Linked DNA regions of Mus musculus: region 2 is linked to region 1. Evidence: chromatin contacts called from public Hi-C data. All regions are on one chromosome and are shown on one strand. The core of a region is the stretch at or near the end of the contact, and the rest is flanking DNA. Distances in the headings are between cores, read along the strand shown. Region 1 overlaps Coro2b (coronin, actin binding protein, 2B). Region 2 has its middle 9.1 kb from the start of Gm39352.

Region 1 (4,208 bases), core at 650-3,149:
TCACTTTGGGGATATTGAATCCCAACTTTCCACGTTCTACCCCTCGTGGGAAGATGAAGTAAATAGGAGAGAGAGCAGAGGCGAGAGCGGATGGGTGGAGAGAAGAGGGAGCTGGAGATGGGAGGGAAGAGCAGAAACTGGAGATACTGCTCAACTTGGTTAAGGGCTTGCTGAGCAAGCATGAGGACCCGAGTTCAATCCCCAGAGATGAAGGTAGAAAACGACTGGAAAATCCAGGGACACAGACATCAGTGCAGCTTCCTGTCTATCCTTCCTCAGTGTAGCTGCCTCAGAGGGGCAATGGAACAGAGTAGGACTCAGCCAAGCTGATACAAGAGCTCCCTCTATTCCCAAGTGAAGGAGCCTCTGCTCTCCAGCCAGGCCACTGGTTACCTAGTGCTCACTGGCGTAGTCGGAGGACAGGTTATGAGCCCAGGATACTAGAACTGGAAACAACTTCAGAGCTGTCTCCCTGTGTTCCCCAGCTGGACCTTGAACTCCAGAAGGAAGAGAGCATGGCCCATTTGGCTCTGAGTCCCTGGCATCTAACACAAGACCTCATATCTAAAACAAACAAACAAACAAACAAACAAACCCTCTTGCTGTGAACTGAATGAAAAACTCGAGTTAGATATGTGCACAGACCGAAGAATACACACATGGATGGATGGTTAGATGTCTGGATGCATGACTGATAGAGAGATGGTTGAATGGCTGGATATAAAGTTGGATGATTAGATAGATGATAGATGATAGATAGATAGATAGATAGATAGATAGATAGATAGATAGATAATGAATAATTACGATGGAAAAGGAGAAACAGACAGTAACATCTCCATGAATTCCCAAGTGGAGAGTGAGATCAGATCGCAGGCTCAGAACTTACATAACAAAGAGATGGAGGGTGCACTGGAAAAGCAGACAGGGCTTGGCTGGCTAGAAAGATTCCTGAGGGCAGAAAATGTCTGTGGGGACAGTGAATGGAAGTGGGGAAGGAACTCTATTGGCTTTGTTACTTTCTTCAGCAGCTTCAGGACCCAAGTGACCACAGGACAGCTATCAGGGGCCAGGTCACAGGAAGACTAGAGCTGCAGATGTGTGGACAGGAGGTGGATCCAGGAAAGGCCACAGAGCCCAAGGAATCACTGGCTGCTCCCCAGGCTGGGAAGGAGGCAGATGGAGCTCCTGGTGCCTGGTAAACATGATGGTCAACTGGAGAAAGGCTCAGGGCTCAGCAAGCTCAGGGCAGGCAAGGCTGCTCCCCACCTAGGGAGCCCAGGAGGACAAGGACTGCATCTGTCTCTGTCCCAGCCTACTGGAAGGGCTGAGTGACTCACCAGCCAGCAGTGAGCAGACAGTCTTGAGATTCTGGGCTCTTGTATGCACTCTGGCCTCAGGACTCCACATGCACTCTCCCCCTGGGAGGCAGGCAGCGCACGAAGGGACAGCGTAAGACCCAGCTGGGAAAGGGAAAGACAATCAGGAGGACCGGCCTGTGTTAGCTCAGCCTCTTCCTCCATCTGCTGTTGCTCCCTACTCCTGGATGTAGCCAATGCACAAGACATGCATGGTGTGTGGTCAGACAAACTCAAGGCTCAGCCCTGCTACAGGAGTCACATGATCGGTACCCACTGGTGGACAGCCTGATGGGATGCTGGGGTCCAAAGTCTCTACTGTGGAATCTGGTGGCCTTGAGATGAGACGTCGGTGCCGCTGCTTAGCTGGGTGCCCAATGGCATATGGCTTCGCCTCTCCGGACCCTGGCTCTGCTCATCTCAGAGGCAGTAATAGCAGGGCCCTCCTCAGCATAGTGACCAGGATATGAAGAAGCCCATGCATACCGCTGTGCCTGGCACCTCACAGGTGCTTGCTGCTTCAGTCCTGCTCTGCAGACAGCCCCAGCAGGGAGGCAGAGCCCACAGACACATAGAGATGAGTCAGGACTCCACAAAGGCTGTGGGCACAGACAAGAGGGAGGAGCTAATGAAGACCCAGATACAGAGGAGGGAACGTGGGAGGGCTGGTCCTGGAAGACTGGGAGTTTGTTCACTAGGGCGAGAGCCTGGGCCACCCATCCTCAATTAAACAATTAAACAGACAAGGTAATAGTGAAACACAGAGAAAGGAGACTTCTTTGGTAAATTATTTATTCAGATAGCATTCCTGGTGAGCTATGGTCCTGTCCATCACTGGCCCATCAATGCTGGCTTCCAGTCTCTTCTTCAAGGTGACCAAACAAGCTGTGGAAACTGTATGAAACCTTTCCTTGAGATAAGCTCCCCGGGGCTGGAGAGATGGCTCAGCCCTTAGTTAAAGGCTGGGCTCACAACCAAAAATAGAAGAGATAAGCTCCCCACCCCCACCCACTCACGGCTGGCGCTAGGTTTCAGACTCTTGCTTCTCCCAACATGAGATTCCTATGGGGATTCCAATTTGTTAGGAGCCATTTTCTTAACAGTCTAATAACCAGAAAGAGGGCACAAGTTTCTTTAGGATAGCTTCATTCCTGTCAGTACGGTTACACTTCAACCAGAAGAGAAAGGGTTAAAGTGAACCCAAGAAGAGTCCTGGCCTAGAACAAGGCCTGGAGGGAGTAAGCAGGGTGCCTAAGAAAAGGCGAGTCCTCCAGCTTGGTTGGAGCTGTGGGTGATGTCACCGGGGAGTAAGCAGGAGAGAGGGTTGCAGAGGGAGGTTGGGACAGATAAAGGAGGAAAGGCAGGGTGAGCTTAACTCTGCCGCCGGAGCTTCTCAAACCATCCAAGGATCCTTTGGGATCCAGGGGATGGGGGTGGGGGTCTGAAGGGGCCTCAGCCAGCTTTTGGGGGGACATAAGGCTCCGGTCACCTGGATGGAGGCTGCTGATGTAGACAGGTGATTAAGTCTGAGATAGGGGAGGACCTAAGCTTTTCAGCAGCTGCCAGGCCTGCTAGAAGCCAGGCTCAGAGCCTCCTTAGCCCGCTGGTTTCTGCTCACACCTGTGCAGTACTTAGGACTTTAGCCTTGGAGCCCACAGGCCCAGGGCGAAGCTCAGTTGCTCCTGAAGAGCTGGACCCCGAACCCGAGGTTACATCAGGAGTCTGTAGCAAGCAGCTTTCCAGACTCCTGCCCTGCTGCCTCGCCAAGGCCTTGCTTCTATAGGGGACAAAACTGAGGCCCAGAACCATGGCAGGCTAACAGTCTGGATCCATTGCACACTCTCTGTGTGTCCCGAGTTGGGCATTGAGCATTCAGACATGCAGAAGAGTCCTCCCCACCTGGCCCTGCAGCCCGTGTTTAAGGAGCCTCTGACTGGCCTTCCTGCCATAAGTTCTCCTGAACTTCCTCCACCAGCCCATTCCAGCCTGAAGGGTCAACTCACTGTGCAGCATACATACAGAGGCCGGTCTAGGAGGTTCACAGGTATACCAGACACAGTGTTTCCTACCAGGGCTAGGAACATCATCCCCAAGAAGCCTTTGCTGGTCTTGGTCCTTTCCTGCAGGAGGCCATGCAGGAGGACAGACAGATGGCCTTAGAACTCATGGAGTGCAGCCCACGGCTTACCACAGCCACATGGGTGAGCCTCAGTGTGTCACAGCCCGAGGGCCACGTGTCCTGAGGACTTCATGCTGTTATGGGGCTCTGCTCTGCCTGCTGCCCTCATATCCCTCTTCATCTAGGAATTGTATGAAACCTCTAAGGAGGCGTCCAGGCCCTCCCTGGGCAGTATCTCTGGCATTCGCAGTCCTGATGCTTGACTTCTTTCAGGCACTGCTGCTGGAGCAGATTGTAATTCTGTCACCACCCTAGAGAAGAACTCAGAGATGTAGATTGTCAGCGATGTCTTCCACCCTTAGAAAACATTTGGAAAAGTAAGGTTGTTAGTGAAGCTAGGTTGAGATGTTTTTACTACTGGCTCTGATGTAAAAAAAGAAATCTTAGGGAACAGCTTGAAGTTCAGAAAGGCATGTTCTTATTAGTTGAGCTAGGGACCTTTTATGATCAAGGAACAAGAACAATGACAGCATTGGCTGATATGACTCTCACTGAGGCTGGACTGATGATAATTGATTTCCTATATCCATTTTTGCCCTCAGCTTCCTGATATAATTTATTAAAAATGGCTGGTGAGTAGATATGTGTTTTGAGGATTTAAGATAGGTCTGAGTGATTCCTATGTAAAAGTTTAGATTTGTGATTCTTTTAAGATTCTTACAAGATTACTT
Region 2 (4,138 bases), core at 373-2,872, 99 kb before region 1:
TCTTTATAGCAATAAAACCCTAAGACATGTCTTGTCCTGTCTCAAGTATACAAACAAACAAACAAACAAACTCCTTTTACTCAGTAGTTTCAATGTTTGCAACATATCCTAAAGAAATAAACAGAGGCAGGTGTGATGGCACACACCTTTAATCTCAGCACTTGGGAGGCAGAGGCAGGCAAAACTCTGAGTTGGAGGCCAGCCTGGTCTACACAGCCAGTCTTGGACAGCCAGGGCTACACAGAGAAACCCTGTCAAAACAAAACAAAACAAAACAAAAAACAAACAAACAAAAAAACAGAACAGAACAGAACAGAATATCTATGTGCAGAGATGAACATGGGGCAGTGTTTGTAGTTGCCAAAACTGAAACAACTTATTTAACAACAGGGCAACATTGAGGGTTATTATAGCTGCTTAGAGAAAAGAATATTATGAACCCCCAAAAAGAAGAGTCTGAGGTGGGCATGGTGGTGCATAGCTCTGTTCAGGGTCATCCTTGCTTAAACGGTGACTTTGAAGATGGCCTGCCATCTTGTCTTAACAAACAAGAGAGATTTGGAAAAAAACAAAAACCTGTAGTGAGTGGAGGATGCATCTACAATGTTGCATCCTTATATCACACAGTATTGATTTCAACCCTGACAACTGTAACAAAGCCACTGTCCAGTTGGTTCACCAGACAGGCGCTTTCAGCCAAGCCTGGGGAGGCGTCTGGGATGGAAACCACAGAATGCAAGGAGTTGACCTCTGACCTCCAAGATGTGAGTTCTTGCAGGATCCACACCCCCAAGAAATGAACAATAAAACCTTACCAAAAAACCTTAAAAAACAAGTTGTAGAAGGAAACCTCAACTCGCTCTCATTTCCAGGCTTTGGTGTTTTTGTCTTTTTTGTTTGTTTGTTTGTTTTTGTTTTGTTCCTTTGTGGTTTTTCCGAATTTTACCACATTTTCTACGATAAGCAGACAAACTTTCAACCTATAGAAAACAAATTTGGTTAACCAAAATATCCTTGTTGAAATCAGATGCCAGCCAGTAAACGGCAGGGCTGGGACCGAAAGCCAGGCCTGACTCCAAACTGCCACACCCCACACCCCAGTGACAAGAGTTGAGTGTCCAATGGAGACTCCCAGGCCCACCCCACTGGCGGGCAGAGGATCTGAACAGTGGGCAGCGTTTTCTACACCATCCAGTCTAGAGCAGGCTCAGCTGGCCCTCCCTTCCTCTGCAAGGGCGTCCACTCTCTCCCCAGGCCTAAGGCCAACCAACGACACCATCTCCAAAGACCCTGTCTCCAGAAGGTCCAGTGACACTGTTGTGGGTACCAGGGCAGAACTGTGTGCCTGTGCCAAAGGAGCTCTGCTGCCCGCATTGGCTTCAGCTCCACAGCACAGACCAATCACCCTCGGCCATCTGCCTGATTCTCCGGCCTCAGTCCCTGTCAGTGACAGAAAGGCCTGCGGCCAGCCCTGCGCCCTCCTCTGCTATCAGAACAACCTTCGAGCACTGTGGGGAAGGAAGCTACCCACCAAACAGAATGTCAGCTCTGCCCAGGACCTGGCACGCAGACACAGGGCAGACTCCATCAGGTGACTCACTCCTGGTGACTTCAGGCCTGCGATCTCCTCCCCTGGCCTGCAGGGGGCGGGGTGAGAGTGTCACGATCCAACCTGCCCACTGAGCAATAAAGGTGTTGGTGGAGGACAGCTGGTACCCCATCTTCTGCAGCTCCCACCTCTACGGGGCCAGAGAAGGCTCTGGAGGCAGGTGGATTTCCCACATGAGCAACCAGAGGGACCTAGAGAAGGAGTGGGCTCAGCTGAGGGAAACCTGCCTGTTTATTATAAAGCCATCAGAATACTAGAAGAGGCAGCTCTCATTCCCCCAAGCCTCTGTTGCTGAGGTGACCCATGGGGACATGGCCCCTTCTGCCACTTAGTAATGTACTCTTCTTCCCTACCCTGTCTGTCATCTTCAGTTTTGTTAGATAAACACCGACTGAGCGGGCTTTGTACAGAGTGCCTGCTTCAGGGGAAAAAAATATCCTTGCAGCAGATTTGCCCAGTTGCAGGAAGAGCCACAGCCTGGTTCCAGAATTAGAAACCTTGAAGTTTTTTGCTTTGAAAATTCTAGAGCTTTCTTACAGAATCTTCAGAGACCCCAGCAGTGTATGGGTAATTTGGAGAGCGCCAGCGGATTCAAGACCAGCTACTGGCCTGCCAAATCCCCGCATGCTCATGTGTGAAGATGCAAGGTCTGCATGTGGGGAGATGCTCCTAAGCCCTTCTGTCTGGTTCTTTCCCTCGGTTTGCAGTATCTGCAGGGACCTTTCAGGTTCTCATGGAAAACAGCAATAGTGGGACATCAATCCGTGCTCTGCACAAGGCTTTCCGACTCTGGAGTTGTAGTTCCAAGATATGTCCACCAGAGGGCGCACCGGCCACATTCTTCTGGATTTGGCGGCACCGGTCACCAGCACAAGAGCTAGGCTAGCACAGCTTCAAGGACTGTAGATCTGGAAGCGGGGGAATCAACTGAGATGTTGAGACAGAGAAGTTAGACTGTAAAAATTCTAACATAACTGAACCACACCTGTTGTATGGAAAGTTCTTGCACTAAAACAATTGCTCACTGTTCCCGTCTTTGAAATTCAAATATAACGAAACAGCCCGTGTTTTTATTTGATTACCTGGTAAGTGTACACTGAAGCCTGCTACAGACACAAGAAGGATACAATAAAAAGATAAATAAAAGTATTCCTCACAAATAATAACCGATATTTGTAAATGGCATTAAATTTAAAATTATTACAGAGACAAGAGAGACTGCTCTATCTTGATAAAAGGTCAATCTATCAGAAGATTTAATGACCGTATAAATGCAGGACAGCGGACCCCCCCCCCAATATAGGTAAATATTGACAAAAACCCAAGACATATCTACAATAGTTAAGAATAGTGATGTCTCATCATCAATAGCACATGGACCAGCTAAATGGAAGGTCAGTACAGAGACAGAGGTCTAAACAGCACTCACTCAACAGCAACTCAACTCGTGGTAAGCGTTCCATCAACGAAATTTTATCTCCATTGTGAGGTATTAATTAATTAATAAATTAAGAGGAGAGAAACCAATTTGACTGTAACTCGTGGAGGTGGGACCTTTGGGGGAAGATAAAGTTAATGGAGTCCTATAGCCAGAGGGAGCATTTGTCCGACGGTTGAATGGACGTGGCTATATAAAAAAAGGAACGGAGCTCTGAATTAGGACATGAAGGTCCTCTCACTGGGTGATGTCCTGCAGTGCTTTGTGACTGGTATGGCCCTCACCAGATACCACCAGGCTCTGAACTTCTCAGTGCTCCAATTTCTGAGCCAGATAAACCTTTTCTGTTCATAAACTACCCAGTCTGTAGTATTCTGTTACGGCAACAGCAAACAGACGATAAACCAGAAGTCCAGCTCCTCCCCATGCACACACAGGCAGTCTCCAGCGCAGGCCGTGTGCTAGGCAGCAAGACAAAGCTCGGGACATTTTAACAATTGAAACCATCCAAAAGCACATGTCTTTTTTACCACAATGAACTAGAACAAAAAAACAACATAAGAAAAAACAGGAGAATTCACAAATATATGGAAATTTAAACAATGCGTTCTTACATAACCGATGTGTTAATGAAAAAAAATCACTAGTGAAATGGGGCGGGGGAGGGAGTAAAATTCTGGAAACAAAACAAAAGCATAGAATAGTAAGACTTGCAGGATCCAGCAGGCCCTGTCCTCAGAGAGAGAGGCACTCACGGCCATCCGGGCCTGCATCCGCAGCCTCTCTCTCTGCAACCCTAAGCTACTACAAAGTGAGGTACTGACTAAAGTCAGAGGAATAGGGACGGAATGGCACAAACTAGAACAGAGATAAACAAATCAGGCAGGAAAAGCACCAGAGAAAACCCAGGAGCCCAAAGGCTGGTTCTCTGAGACCCAGTCACAGGACTGGCACACACGTAGTGAGAATGACCAAGGAGTAAGATGCACTGCTCCCCTGCTCTCACTGGACGTATGGCTAGTGGATTTGCCTATCCTAGCCTGCTTTGGGGGTCCCCCCTCCACCTCCAGCGCATTAGGATTGTAGGCCAG

Evidence for each region. Hi-C and Micro-C count contacts between places; a contact is called where the count stands out from the background.
Region 2: a Hi-C map of cerebellum shows a contact between it and region 1, with 2.6 times the contacts expected there. The contact joins two enhancer-like sites. A contact is called at or near these places in 2 of 15 datasets of contacts at CTCF or cohesin (embryonic stem cells and pro-B cells), 82 of 484 Hi-C or Micro-C datasets (the 3T3-L1 cell line, the 63-12 cell line, the AML12 cell line and 54 more), 15 of 115 datasets of contacts at active chromatin or transcription factors (T-cell acute lymphoblastic leukemia, acute myeloid leukemia, astrocytes and 9 more) and 3 of 9 other capture datasets (embryonic stem cells, liver and pancreatic islet).

What each region holds. Positions count from the first base shown.
Region 1 is chr9:62,449,887-62,454,094 of GRCm38.p6, reverse strand. The region is part of intron 3 of Coro2b (coronin, actin binding protein, 2B); the gene reads left to right. Among named protein-coding and RNA genes, the nearest start is that of Gm40523, 36 kb to the right of the region's middle. Within about 2 kb of position 1,899, at least 59 of the 459 cell types and tissues checked have an H3K27ac peak or open chromatin away from gene starts, as enhancers often do. A contact at or near this core is called in cerebellum, where this site is marked.
Region 2 is chr9:62,548,310-62,552,447 of GRCm38.p6, reverse strand. No RefSeq gene overlaps it. Among named protein-coding and RNA genes, the nearest start is that of Gm39352, 9.1 kb to the right of the region's middle. Within about 2 kb of position 1,622, at least 32 of the 459 cell types and tissues checked have an H3K27ac peak or open chromatin away from gene starts, as enhancers often do. A contact at or near this core is called in cerebellum, where this site is marked.